2 separate regions of the Sus scrofa genome follow, and region 2 is linked to region 1. The links are chromatin contacts, called in public HiChIP or PLAC-seq maps. All regions are on one chromosome and are shown on one strand. The core of a region is the stretch at or near the end of the contact, and the rest is flanking DNA. Distances in the headings are between cores, read along the strand shown.

Evidence for each region. HiChIP or PLAC-seq counts read pairs in DNA pulled down with a chosen protein or histone mark.
Region 2: a contact with region 1 is called in an H3K27ac HiChIP or PLAC-seq map of alveolar macrophages. The contact joins the promoter of TMBIM6 here to the enhancer-like site in region 1. A contact is called at or near these places in 1 of 5 promoter capture datasets (fetal skeletal muscle), 3 of 47 Hi-C or Micro-C datasets (embryonic fibroblasts, fibroblasts and retroperitoneal adipose tissue) and 2 of 2 datasets of contacts at active chromatin or transcription factors (alveolar macrophages and skeletal muscle).

The regions. Positions count from the first base shown.
Region 1 is chr5:15,588,633-15,594,481 of Sscrofa11.1, reverse strand. PRPF40B (pre-mRNA-processing factor 40 homolog B) reads right to left here. Exons shown (of 25, transcript XM_021091619.1): 19 at 4,736-4,852; 20 at 4,381-4,518; 21 at 4,077-4,172; 22 at 3,736-3,822; 23 at 3,342-3,519; 24 at 2,762-3,080; 25 at 1,342-2,661. The coding sequence ends at 2,631. FMNL3 (formin-like protein 3) reads left to right here. Exons shown (of 25, transcript XM_021091615.1): 24 at 8-131; 25 at 897-1,817. The coding sequence ends at 985. Among named protein-coding and RNA genes, the nearest start is that of FAM186B, 21 kb to the right of the region's middle. Within about 2 kb of position 2,006, at least 24 of the 83 cell types and tissues checked have an H3K27ac peak or open chromatin away from gene starts, as enhancers often do. A contact at or near this core is called in alveolar macrophages and retroperitoneal adipose tissue, where this site is marked.
Region 2 is chr5:15,670,317-15,676,020 of Sscrofa11.1, reverse strand. It overlaps TMBIM6 (transmembrane BAX inhibitor motif containing 6), which reads right to left and starts at 1,993. Exons shown (of 10, transcript NM_001005348.1): 1 at 1,909-1,993.

The DNA.
Region 1 (5,849 bases), core at 757-3,256:
ACCCTAGACCCCATCCCAGCGGAACAAGTGGCAACAGCAGGAGCTAATTGCGGAACTGCGGCGGCGCCAGGCCAAGGAGCACCGGCCCGTTTACGAGGGGAAGGATGGTACCATTGAGGACATCATCACAGGTGGGGCCTGCCCTCCCTGGTGCCTGGCCACTGGGCCCAGCTCCCCACCCCCACGGGGCCTGACCACTGTCTCTCTCCTGGGCCACAGTGCTGAAGAGTGTCCCTTTCACGGCCCGTACTGCCAAGCGGGGCTCACGCTTCTTCTGCGATGCAGCCCACCATGATGAGTCAAACTGTTAACCCCCGAGGCTGGGGCTCTTGACAGGTACCGGGCACTCTCTCTGCATGCCCACCTTGCGGGGGCCCAAAGGCACCTCCTCTCCTGCATGACTTGGACTCATCCTCTGGCAGCCTGGTGGTGATGGGGACACGTCCTTCTTCCCTTGTATGCCCCATGCTCTGAGAAGCATGGCTTACCCCCTGCATGCACCCTCAGGGAAGTGAGCTCTCTCCCACTAATGCTGTCCTGGCTTCTACTAAGACCCAGGGGAAGGGAGCTGCCAGAACAGGCAGGACCAGGCCACCTCTGACAGCCGAGGCTGAGATGCCCTGGGCCCGGGCTTCTACCCAGGGGCATCAGATGACTCTTGTCCTCTGTTTTCTGATATCCAGTCTTCCGGCCTCCAGTACCCTCCTCTGTTCCTCTGAACATGCCGAGCCCACGCCAGAAATCTCCCTGACCATGCCCTCCAGCCTCTCTTTAGTCTTCTCCCTCATTGGCCTCATGGCCAGCTCCTCGCTGACCCTACCTGTGGGGCTGGGCCTACAGAGGTTGGGCCTGGCCCTGCCTCCCTGCCTGTTCACAGCCTTCTGTCCTTCCCACAGGCCTCCACCACCAGCCCCTTGTCGTCTGCCACCAAGCCAGGAGTGCTGCACCACCCACTGGCCCGCCTCGGGCTCCAGGCCCTCACTGAGACCCTCTTGGAGGCAGAAGCACTTCAGCTCTGAGTCCTGCAGGTCCAACCAGTGGACCTGAAGCCCTGGAATGGCCAAGGGCCCAGCAGAAAGCTCTGCTGCTCTCCTCCCAGTGTCTACCAGCTCTCAAAGCTGCATCTTGCCGCCACTGTGGGCACTAGGTCTTTTGGGGCCTAGCGCCTCTCTGGTGCCTCCAGTACTGCACTTTGCTCCCAAGGTCTTCATTTCCTCAAGCATCAGCTCAGTGCTGGAAAACACTTCCAGCTTTAGGCTATGCAGGGGCACCTAGGCCCTCCATCACTTGAGCCAGAGGAACAAGAGGGAAAGCAATTACTCCTTTTACCTTTTCCTTGTTGCAGCCCAGTGGTCAGCTGTGAGCTAGAAGTGTCCAAGCTTAGGGAGCCCTGGGACCCTGCTAATCTCAGACCATCTTCTTCCAGGAGCAGGGTTCTCCTAAGCCTAGGCCTATACGGCTATGCCCTAGTGATAAGGGGAGAGGAGAGGCCACGCTCCCTGCCCTTGGCCCTTTGCATCCTAGGCTGACCCTGTCCTTGCCGAGGTGGGCATGAGGTAGTTTTCTCTGCCCCAACCTCAAGACAGAGAAGGGGTGTGCCAACAGCACCCTCGCCTCCTTGCCTTGGCTAGTTTTTTGGGGCAGGGGGCAGGGTCATGGTGGTCTTAGCTGACTATTTTCTCAGTCTCCTGCCAGCTTCTTCTCAGCCCCTAGAAGGAAATACAGGGGCCTACTCCTTTTTGTACATGTACCATTTCCCTTCTCTCTTGTACATAAACCCCAGACCTTCTTTCTCTCAACAAAGGCTTGAAACACCAGGCCTGACTCTGTCTCCTCTTTCTGAGTGGCGGGGGGCTAAGGTGGCCATTTAGCCGGACAGGAGCCCAGGGACAGAAAGGAGGCTGGGCAGAGCTGCCATCTGCATCGGGGAGGTGAGCAGAAGCCTGGGGAGGGAGAACTTGGCTAGGTGGGCTCCAACCACACAAAGGGAGGCAGGCCTGCCGTGAGCCAGTAGTGCCCTCTGCTGGCTGTGTGTGCACCTGTCCAGTCCCCAGCCTGTCCCAGTAGCACACAGTGCAGACAAAAGAGCCACTCGTCACTTTATAAATACTGTTATTTAAAAAACAAAAGCAAAACAGAACACACATACACTAGGCCCTGGGGCTGGAGGAAGGAGTGGTGGAAGCCCAAGGGCCTGGGCAGGCAGGAGCAGGCACTGACGCTAGCGGGTAGGGACCCCGCCCTCTGCCACCCAGGCTGTGTCCACCGGCCTGTCACTCTTCCTAGAGGCCCCTCCTCACATTTTATCTACTGGCACCACCCTCCCCACACGGCATCCACCACCAATCTCTGATCTGGGGCTGAGGGCAAGGACTGCACTAGTTGTCCGGGAAGTGGGGGACCTTGAACACCACGAGCAACCTGGGGAGGTGCTGGCTGCGGTGTGTTGGGGTTGGGGTTACTTGAGGAAAACTGGACACAGACCCGACTAAGGAAGAAGTCTGGAGTGGACGGTGAGGGTGACCTAGGCCACAACCTCACACTGACGGGGCAGGGGGGCTCGTTGGGTCACTGGTGGTCATCTAGTTGCTGCAGGAGTGTCCGCCGCCGTCTTTCCAGCTCTCCCTCGCTCAGCTCACTTTCCGACGTGTCCCAGCCCGTCTGGTGGAGCAAAGGCACAGCTCACCCATGGCCTCCCCTGAGGGCTGCGGAGGCCTGGGCAGAGCGCTGACTGGGCTGGGGTCGGACGCCTGCCTCTCACCTTCTCCTTCTTGATTCCAAAGCCTGGGGAGCGGTTAGGGAGCTCTGCCCGCCGGAGGTCCCTGTCCTTGTCCTGTTCTGGTTCTTTCTCATCACTCTCCTTGCCAGCTTTCTCCTCAGGGTCTGTCTCGCTCTCGGGACTGTTCTGTAAGAGCCCAGAGCCCGCCTCGTCAGTTCCCGTGAAGGACAGGCCGGGAGGCGGGCGAAGACGTCTCCTAACACAGCAGGGCCGTGAACGGACGCTCCTTCGCTACGCACCGACTTGTGTCTTCTCTTCTTGGTTTTCTTTTTTGGTTTCTTGGCTTTGCGAAGACCATGATCTGGAGACAGAAAAATCCCCACTAAGTCCCACGGGAGAAGGAGGCCTCGTCCTGTTCTCTGCTCCTTCTTCGCAGCCAGGGACCTGTCTGAGGACGTCTCAGTCCAGCTCGCCTTCCTGCTCCTGGTCTCCTGCCCGGGCAGGGATGGGACGTTCTCACTCTGACAGGTGCAGCCCAGCCCTCCCAACCCACTCTACCCTCGGTGGCAGGGGAGCGGGGGAGCTCCCCCAAAGGCCTCCTCTCCAGCTCCCGATTCCTTACCTGATCCAAGGAGAAGGCGTGAGGATGGGGAACCCCGTCCTCCAAGGGCAGCACCCCCACTTTCAACAGAATCAAGTGAGGAAGAGGGCTCGGAGCCCGACTCTGAGGGGTTCCGCCGCCTCCGCCTGGGGGGCCGGAGAGATGGTGGGGGCAGCTCCTCCTCTTCTGACTCGGAGCCCTGGGGAGAGCAGCAGATGTGGGTTGGCACAGAGGTTCTCTGGGCTCCAGAAGCCCTCAGGGCTGGGAACTGGGGATGGAGAAGGAGGCTCCAGGGCCAAAGGAATCCTCAGATCCCCCTCCGGGGAAGGTGATGTAGGGGAGAAGCAAGGAAAGGGGTTCTCATTTCCCCAGACAGTCCAGCCTCACCTCCCATCCTTTCTACCCGCCAACTCACTGAAGGCGAGTGCGAACGCTTGCGATGGTGCTTCTTGCTCTTTCTGCCGTGTTTTCGGCCTTTGGTGTGGAGGTGCTGGCATTCAGTCTGGTGAAGGCAGACGGAGGAGTGAAGAAGGCACCAGTTTAGCCACAGGAGGGACCCTACATCCTAAAATCTAGTCTGGCCCCATCCTCGAACGCTCAGCTCTTGGGCTTCTGCCAGGCACCCTAAGACCTCCCCTTCCCTGGCTGTTCCAGAAAGGGGAACCCAAAGGGTGGAGGTCACCAGGATTTCCCTTAAGCTGGCCTTGGGTGTTGAAGAGCTGGGGCAGGTGCAGAGAACTCAAAGCTCTGGCTCACCTCCAGTACCTGCAGGAACTCCCGGAAGAGCCGGATCCTCTCCGACTCCAGGGTGATCTGCTCAAAGGCTGAGTCGCACACAAAGCGCTCACGGACCTTGAACAGGAGAGCACTGCTGATCAGACCGGCCCCAGCACGGCATGGATGCTGCCATGAGCACAGGGCAGGGCTGGGGCAGAGGAAGGAAGGGAGCCGGAGTTGGCCCCGAGCCGTGCTATGAGGGGGGTGGGCCCCCAGTGGTGGAGAAGCACTGCTGCCCTCAGGACTGAGGGGGTGGTGTGTGGTGCCAGGCCGCAGTCCTGACCTCTTCCCAGGCAGTGCCCAGCTCCAGAGCAGGCACAGCCTGCCTCAGCATGCTTCGAAAGGCAGCTTCCCTGCGCCGCAGCCTGCGTGCCTCCTCCTTCTCCCGCTCTCTCTCCCGTGCCTCTGCTTTTTCCAGCAGCTGAGGGCAGACAGGACAGGGTCACCCAGGAGGGCAGGCCCCCACGCACTCAGACAAACCTCAAAAGGTGGGAAATTGGAGTCTGGGCTCCTACTGTCATCCCCGGCACTGGGGCAGAGTCACACCGGGGCGGTGAGTGAGAAGGAATGGAACAAGACCGAGGGATGAGTTCGAGAACGGAGCCCTGGCTACAGCCCCACCCCGCGCGGCCCCTCACACTATTGAAAGTCAGCTTGATGTTGCCTGCATCCAGCGCAGCAGCCCTCTTGTCAAAGCTTATGACGTGGGCGAAGTCCTCAAAGGCTGTGTTCACTTCCACGCAGAAGCCCCGGTCCTGTGGGCACAGCAGTGCATGAAGCAGGGGACACCACAGGCCTGAGGCCTGGAGCTGGCTGGCCTCCAGGGCAGGCAGAGGGGTCAGACTGCAGGGATGCTCAAGTGGCCCCCTCCCACCCCCTGGCAGGGATCCCCAGGACTGGGATGTAACTTCGGAGGCTAAGTCATCCAAGTCCTCACCATCTAACAATTAAGCCTCCTGGGCCCCCCCGGCTTGGTTGTCACAGGGAACTGGGAGGAAGAGGCTGGGTCATGGGGAGGGGGTGCAAGGGGTGTGTGTGCCCTGTCTGATGCCCGAGTTTCTCATAATTCTCTGTCCCCTTGGCTTAAAGCTTGAATGCCTGCTGGGTCCAACTACTGCTCAGTAACTTCCTTGCATCTGCAGGTTCCACCCTTTGGCTGTGCTCACTATGTCCCAGGTACCATGCTGAGTGCTTCAACTATCTCATTTAATCCTCACAAATGTGAATTGAAGCACGGGTCCTAGTCTCCTAATTTTACGTGGAAGGAAAAAACAAGGTTTAGAAGAACTAAAGCACTTGCCCAAGGCCTTCGAGGCTAATACACAGCTGAATGAGAATTCTATCCCAGGTCTTTCCAACAACAAAGCCCCTACTTTTAAGCACTACACTCATCTGGATCACTCAGTCCACGAGAAATAGAGGCCATGAGGTGTGCAATTCCCGAACGATACTAAAAACACCTCCCATTGTAAAAGCACCACAGCAGCCCCATGAAGCAGAAGCCTGGAAAAGGACTCACTTGGCCCCGGACGACTCAGTGGAAAGTGAAGCCCCTGGAGTCTGAAGTCTGGGGCGCAGGCCCAGATCCCCGTCCTCTCCCTGTCTCAGCTCTGCACTGCTCTGGCCTTCCTGCTGATGGCAGCGGCAGATTCGTCCTGCTTCTCCTGAGCGGACTTCCTCCACCCGTGCTCTCCAGCCCTTCTCCTCAAAACACACCAATCTCTCTCGCTTAGGGAATTGCGAACTTCAGTC
Region 2 (5,704 bases), core at 744-3,243, 82 kb before region 1:
CCAACCAACATGAGAAAGTTAAGCATGAGAGCCAGAACCAGCTTAGCAGCCTTCTGATCTCCAACGCCTGGTGGGTGCTCTTTCTATTACACCCTACAGTGGAAAAGCAAGTTTTCCTTAAGGCAGTTTCAGCTACAGGTCAAGAGAAATCTTAACAACAACAAATATACGCTGATTCCTATTATACTTTTTTCTGTACTTTTCATCATTTCTACAGCAAGCATGAACCATATGCATATTTAGAAAAAAACTCAGAAATGCTAAGTATCTGGATTAATTTTATTCTTTAGGAAGGTGAGAATGCAGTGGATCAATAATGGGGAAAGGAGAAAGGAAGAAAGAGGGTACTAAGCCATGTTTCCACAATAAGATGAATAAGAAAATTCTGAATCCAAACTAGAGACTGCACTTTCTCAAGGATTCAACTATTCTGACCCCACCCCGAAGGAAAACGGCAGAAAATCTAAATGCCAAGATATTCTTGAAGCCAGAACAACAATAAAACATCCCAGACAAGGACGAGTAAGAAAACACCAGAGAGTAAATTTAATACATAACTAAGCATGTTTGCAGAAGCCGTAAGAAATGTGGTTAGGCAACTCTGATCTTTCTTGAACTAAATTCTTAAAACTACATATTTGACCAAAAGATAAACTTGAATAAGTATCAAAAAGTAACTAGACTATCCAATATTCTGTAATAGCCTACTTGGGAAAAGGATCTGACAAAAAATGGGTATGTGTATATGTATGACTGACTCACTTTGTTGTACAGTAGAAATTATCACATTAAAATCAACTATAATTCGATAAAACTTTTTAAAAAAGTAACTAGAAAAGCCCATTCGCCATTAACCTTTAACCTGAAATCTTTGTTTCAAGTACAGTCAGCTCTTCCACCAGGTTACAGTCATTAGTTAACTATTGCTAAAACAGAGTCTCAAGTTCAGAAAGGTTTTTGTTGTTGTTTGGTCGATGAAAGGTTGATGGGGCAAGCAATGTAACCTGGCTGGCACGGGGCTGCAATTCCTCACTTAACAAACACACGAAAATACCACAGCTCCAGCAAGTAGGTCCAAGAAACCGCCCAACAACGCCTTTCCTGACCGGACTTTGGGAAAGACGCCGCCCACGGGGCTCAGGACCAGCAAAGCCAAGGCCACCTCACCTGTCCAAAGGTAACCAATCAGACCAGAGCGGGGCCGTCCAGCGGGCCTGGCAAGCCAGGCCTAGCCCGGGTCTCTCCTCACCTCCCGCCTCTGCTGTTGGCTTCAAAGTAACGAAGGAGCCTAGCATGTCACAGAGGAGTGTGACATCATCCACTCCGCCGTGACAGGGCAGCTTGCCGGACCAGGCCCTCCTGAGTCCCGGCCCCCACCGCTCACCCAGAGGCGGCCCAGCCAGAGGACCCCCAGCAGGCCAGCGATCTGTCGGGAGCGGCGGGGATGACCACAAACCCGTGAGGTTTCGCTTTCATTCTCCCCGGAAGAAAGGCGCAGGGGACGTGCCCTGAATTAAGGGGGTCGAAGCTGGGCCTGGGCCAAAGAGCCTCCGAGTCTACACTTGGCGGAGGAGGAGGAAAGACGCGGACTAAGGGGGAAGCAATTCCGGCCAAAAAAGGCCCTTAGCCAGCGCTCCCCAGCCGACTGAGCGCCTCGACACCCCCAAAGACCCAGCAGACTCGCCCCGCCCCTCCCCCACTCCGGTACAGTTGCGCCTGCGCGGTACTAGTTCCCCAACTCCTCCCCTCCCAGCCTAGCTTTCCGGAGTCCCGCCGCCCAGCAGGGCCCAGTTCCTCCAGGGTGCGGTCCGTCTGAAAACGGAAACTACTCCCACTCTTGCTCAAGAAGTAACTAATCCCCTTTCCATTTCTCAATCCAGGCTTGCGCAGTCCTAGCTTCAGACGTACCTTCTAACCCGCTTCTCAAGAGCTCACACAGCTCCTCTAACACCGGATGTGCTTCTGACTCTCCCAGGGTCCGCTCCAGACTCTTTACCTTGCGTCCGCCCCTCGAGGGAAGCCCCGCCCCCGAGTTCCGCTTGAGGCCAGTCCTGATTGGCCATGGTTGCTCTTCTGCCTTTCTGTTGGCTGTAGGTGCATAAACAACGGCTGCTTACTTCAGAGCCATTTGCTTAACGCCCTTGTCGATCAAGACTCTGGCAGCCAAACAGCGCGTAGCAAAAGACCTCCGCCTTCTTCCAGCATAGTAAGGCAGGGTCGTAGTCCGAAGTCGCCTCTAGTGGACAAAGAGAAGAGGGGAGGCCCCACCCAAGGCATAAGGCAAGTAATGCAGCCTCCACCACAAGCGATGGAATAGCTCTGCAAAGTCCTGGGATTTGGGTTTTATGCTTGTCGTAGAATGCTAAAAGGGGAAAGAGATTCAGAGAACACATAGAAAAGCATTCTCATAGGGAATGCTTCACGGTAAATTCTCAATTTACCGTGAACCTTGTGAAGCTTAAACTTCAGAACATCTTTGAAGGCTCAGAGAATTTCTCAGGAACGGGGGGAGGAGGAATTAGCAGCCCCAGTCCTGCATCAGACGAATGTACTCCTGGAGGTCACCCTCTTGGCCCAGATTGTGGTCCTGGAGTCGTGGGCGGGGCCAGTGGGCTGCCACCTCCTCATCCACTTTGCTCTGGGGAAGGCGGTAGTAGTGGGGTGAGTAGGGCAGCTATCTGGCTGAGCTGCCCCAGCAGCTCTGAGGAAACTAAGCCAAGGGAGAAAAAGGGCTGGAGCGCCTTGGGACGTGTCTCCAAGAAGCAACACTTACAGAAGAACTGAGAGTAAGGAGTTGTGAAGCTGCTTAAAAAACGTTTCTACACTGTCAAATTTTTTTTCCAAAACTTTTTTGCTAATTTATCTAACATCTCTATATAAATAATACAGCATGGTCATACGAAGAGGCAAAGCGTATGCAGCCAAAAAAAAAAAAAAAAAAGAAAAAAGAGCTTATAGTGGTTAACAGGCAGTTAATAATAATGTGGTTTTGTGGGGTTGTGTGATATTTGTATTTTGTCAGCATTTTAAAATCTGTAATGGATCACTATTAAAAAAATTTTCAATTTTAAAAATTAAAAATTTTTTAAAACCTGTAATGTTTTATTTTCTTACTCTAAATACTGATTTTATTACATAATTTTGTATTCTTTTTCTTAAATACAGCCATACAACTGTAGATGTTTCCAGCTGCACAAAACAGCAAATGAGGAAACAAGACCATGGACAGAAAAGGTTCTGGCAAAATAAGGGAAGAAATTTAGACTAAGCATTTGATCAAATCAAAATGCAGGATTCAAGAAACTGCTTTCTAGATGGATAGACTAGCCATCTTTTCCATAAAGAATACAAATGTGCAGGGTATGATTCCCAGTACACATTCAGATCTGCAGTAAACATTTTTCTGTAGTGCAATCTAGTGTTTACTAGTGCAATCTAGTGTTTACTCTGAATCTTCCACTGGAGTGGGAGAAAATATATCATCAGTCTTCCTTGAGGTGTTTCTCCCTACTCTACCCTAATTTCTGCCACATTTCTGAGGCTAAAGTGTTTGAGAACAGGGCCTGTCTGGTTCCTGGTCATCAGTTCACATGGGCTGTGAACTGGTTTTTTACCTTGGTACTGGTATGGCCCTTTTCACGTACAGCAGTAGCTATTTCCACACCATACTTAAGGCACAAGAAACTGTTTGTCAACCTGTATTGAATTCTCCACCTAGAACAAGAGGTTGCTAAGAATTTGGCCGTACAGTGTTGACTGAAATAGGTTATTCATTCATTGATGACAGATTACACCGTTTCTGACTCAGGGTCTCTTGTGAGGTTGCAGTGAGATGTCGGCCCAGGATCCAGTCATCCAAAGGCTTGACTGGAGCTAGAGGAGTTACTTCCAAGGTATGGCTGACAATTTGGTGCTGGCTGTTGGTAGGAAGCCTTAGGTCCTCTCCAGATGGGCTCCTCCAGAGGGCTGTTTGAATGTCCTCACAGCATGAGGATTAGCTTAATCCAGAGTGAGCAATCCCAGTGGCAGAGAGAACTAGATGGAAGCTCTTTTTACAACTCATCCTCATAAGTTGCATAGCAATCACTTCCTTACAATAATACCCTTATTCCCAAACCCCTGACCTGGTTCCTGTGCCTCAGAGGGCCTCATGGTTTGAGGGCCTTCTTGGAAATTTTCTAAGTCTCCCTTATGTACATATAACAAACCTAGGCCATCAAAGCTCAGCGCAGACCAGGTTATACATGAGTCTTTGTTCCAGTTTTTCCCCTTCATGGGATTCTCCACTTCTAGGATGCTTGAAGAATTCTGGAACTCATGTCTATGGAATTACCCCAAGGCCCTGTGATCAAGTCTCAATTTCATGACAACATCCTAGTGCCCTGATCACTCTTGCTAGCCAGTACAGTATTTCTTTTGTGGAACTGCATGAGACTGGGTCTCCAGGATCATGCCGAAATGCCTACTTGGAGGTCAGACAAGATGAGCTCAGGTCTCTGGGCTACCAACAGTCAACAGTCCTTTACTAACCCTTGGGCTTGAGTTGTGTGTATGGATCACTGTATTGATCCTCTCCTGTCTGTTCTGATTGTGGAGCTGTGTGTGGTCTAAAGCACCAGAGGACAACAGAGTAATAGCAAGCATCTTTTATCCCATATATCACCACACACAACCCCCACCCCCGTCCACCCCACCACTGGCACCCAGGGCAGTTACTCCATCTCCTCCAAAGATTCTAGAGCATATGGCAGGCAGTCCTCCGGGAGCAGACACACTTTTCTGCTCCAAGACCATTCCTGGGTGCTTTTGAGACTGTTGTTCCACCGTGCCAGCAGGCTCTTCCCAACTAATGTCCTCTTTTGCTTCTGAATGATGTGGGAATAGAATGTTCTCTCATATGTCAGTCTTAAGTCATGCCGAATGAGGTGTGTACAAACGGCATCAGCCCTCTGGTTCTATCCGTGATGTGTGGAAAGTAGGGCTGTGGTCAACACTGAACGGGGTCATGAGCTGGGAATGCCATGACAGTGGCTTAAACAGTGTAAGAGAAGACATGGTTAGAAGAGGTGTTGTTCTATGGTTAGGGTATAAAATTCTGAATAAAAGATAAAGTAAAATCCTGAATGAAAATTTAACATGATCATAAAACAAATTATTGTTCAAATTTCCATAAGAGTCTGGGTAAGACTTGCGTTTTTTTTTCCCCCCACTGTACAGCAAGGGGATCAAGTTATCCTTACACGTATACATTACATTTTTTTTCCCCCACCCTTTGTTCTGTTGCAACATGAGTATCTAGACATAGTTCTCAATGCTACTCAGCAGGATCTCCTTGTAAATCTATTCTAAGTTGTGTCTGAGAACCCCAAGCTCCCGATCCCTCCCACTCCCTCCCTCTCCCATCAGGCAAGGACTTGCGTTTTTGGTCATCATCAACAAAGCACAGTAATAGTTTTTGAGAGAGTCATGGGAGACATGGTAGATAATGTGGTGTCATGAGTACTGATATAACCAGGAATAAATAAACAGTATAAGGGAACTATAAGAACAAGAATACAGATTCCAAAGACCCTTGGCATCGTATTTACAGTGTTACTAGGCAACCAATCAAAAAATGGGCAGAAAAACCTAAATAGACGTTTCTCTGAAGAAGACATACAGATGGCCAACAGGCACATGAAAAGATGTTCAGTGTCACTAATTA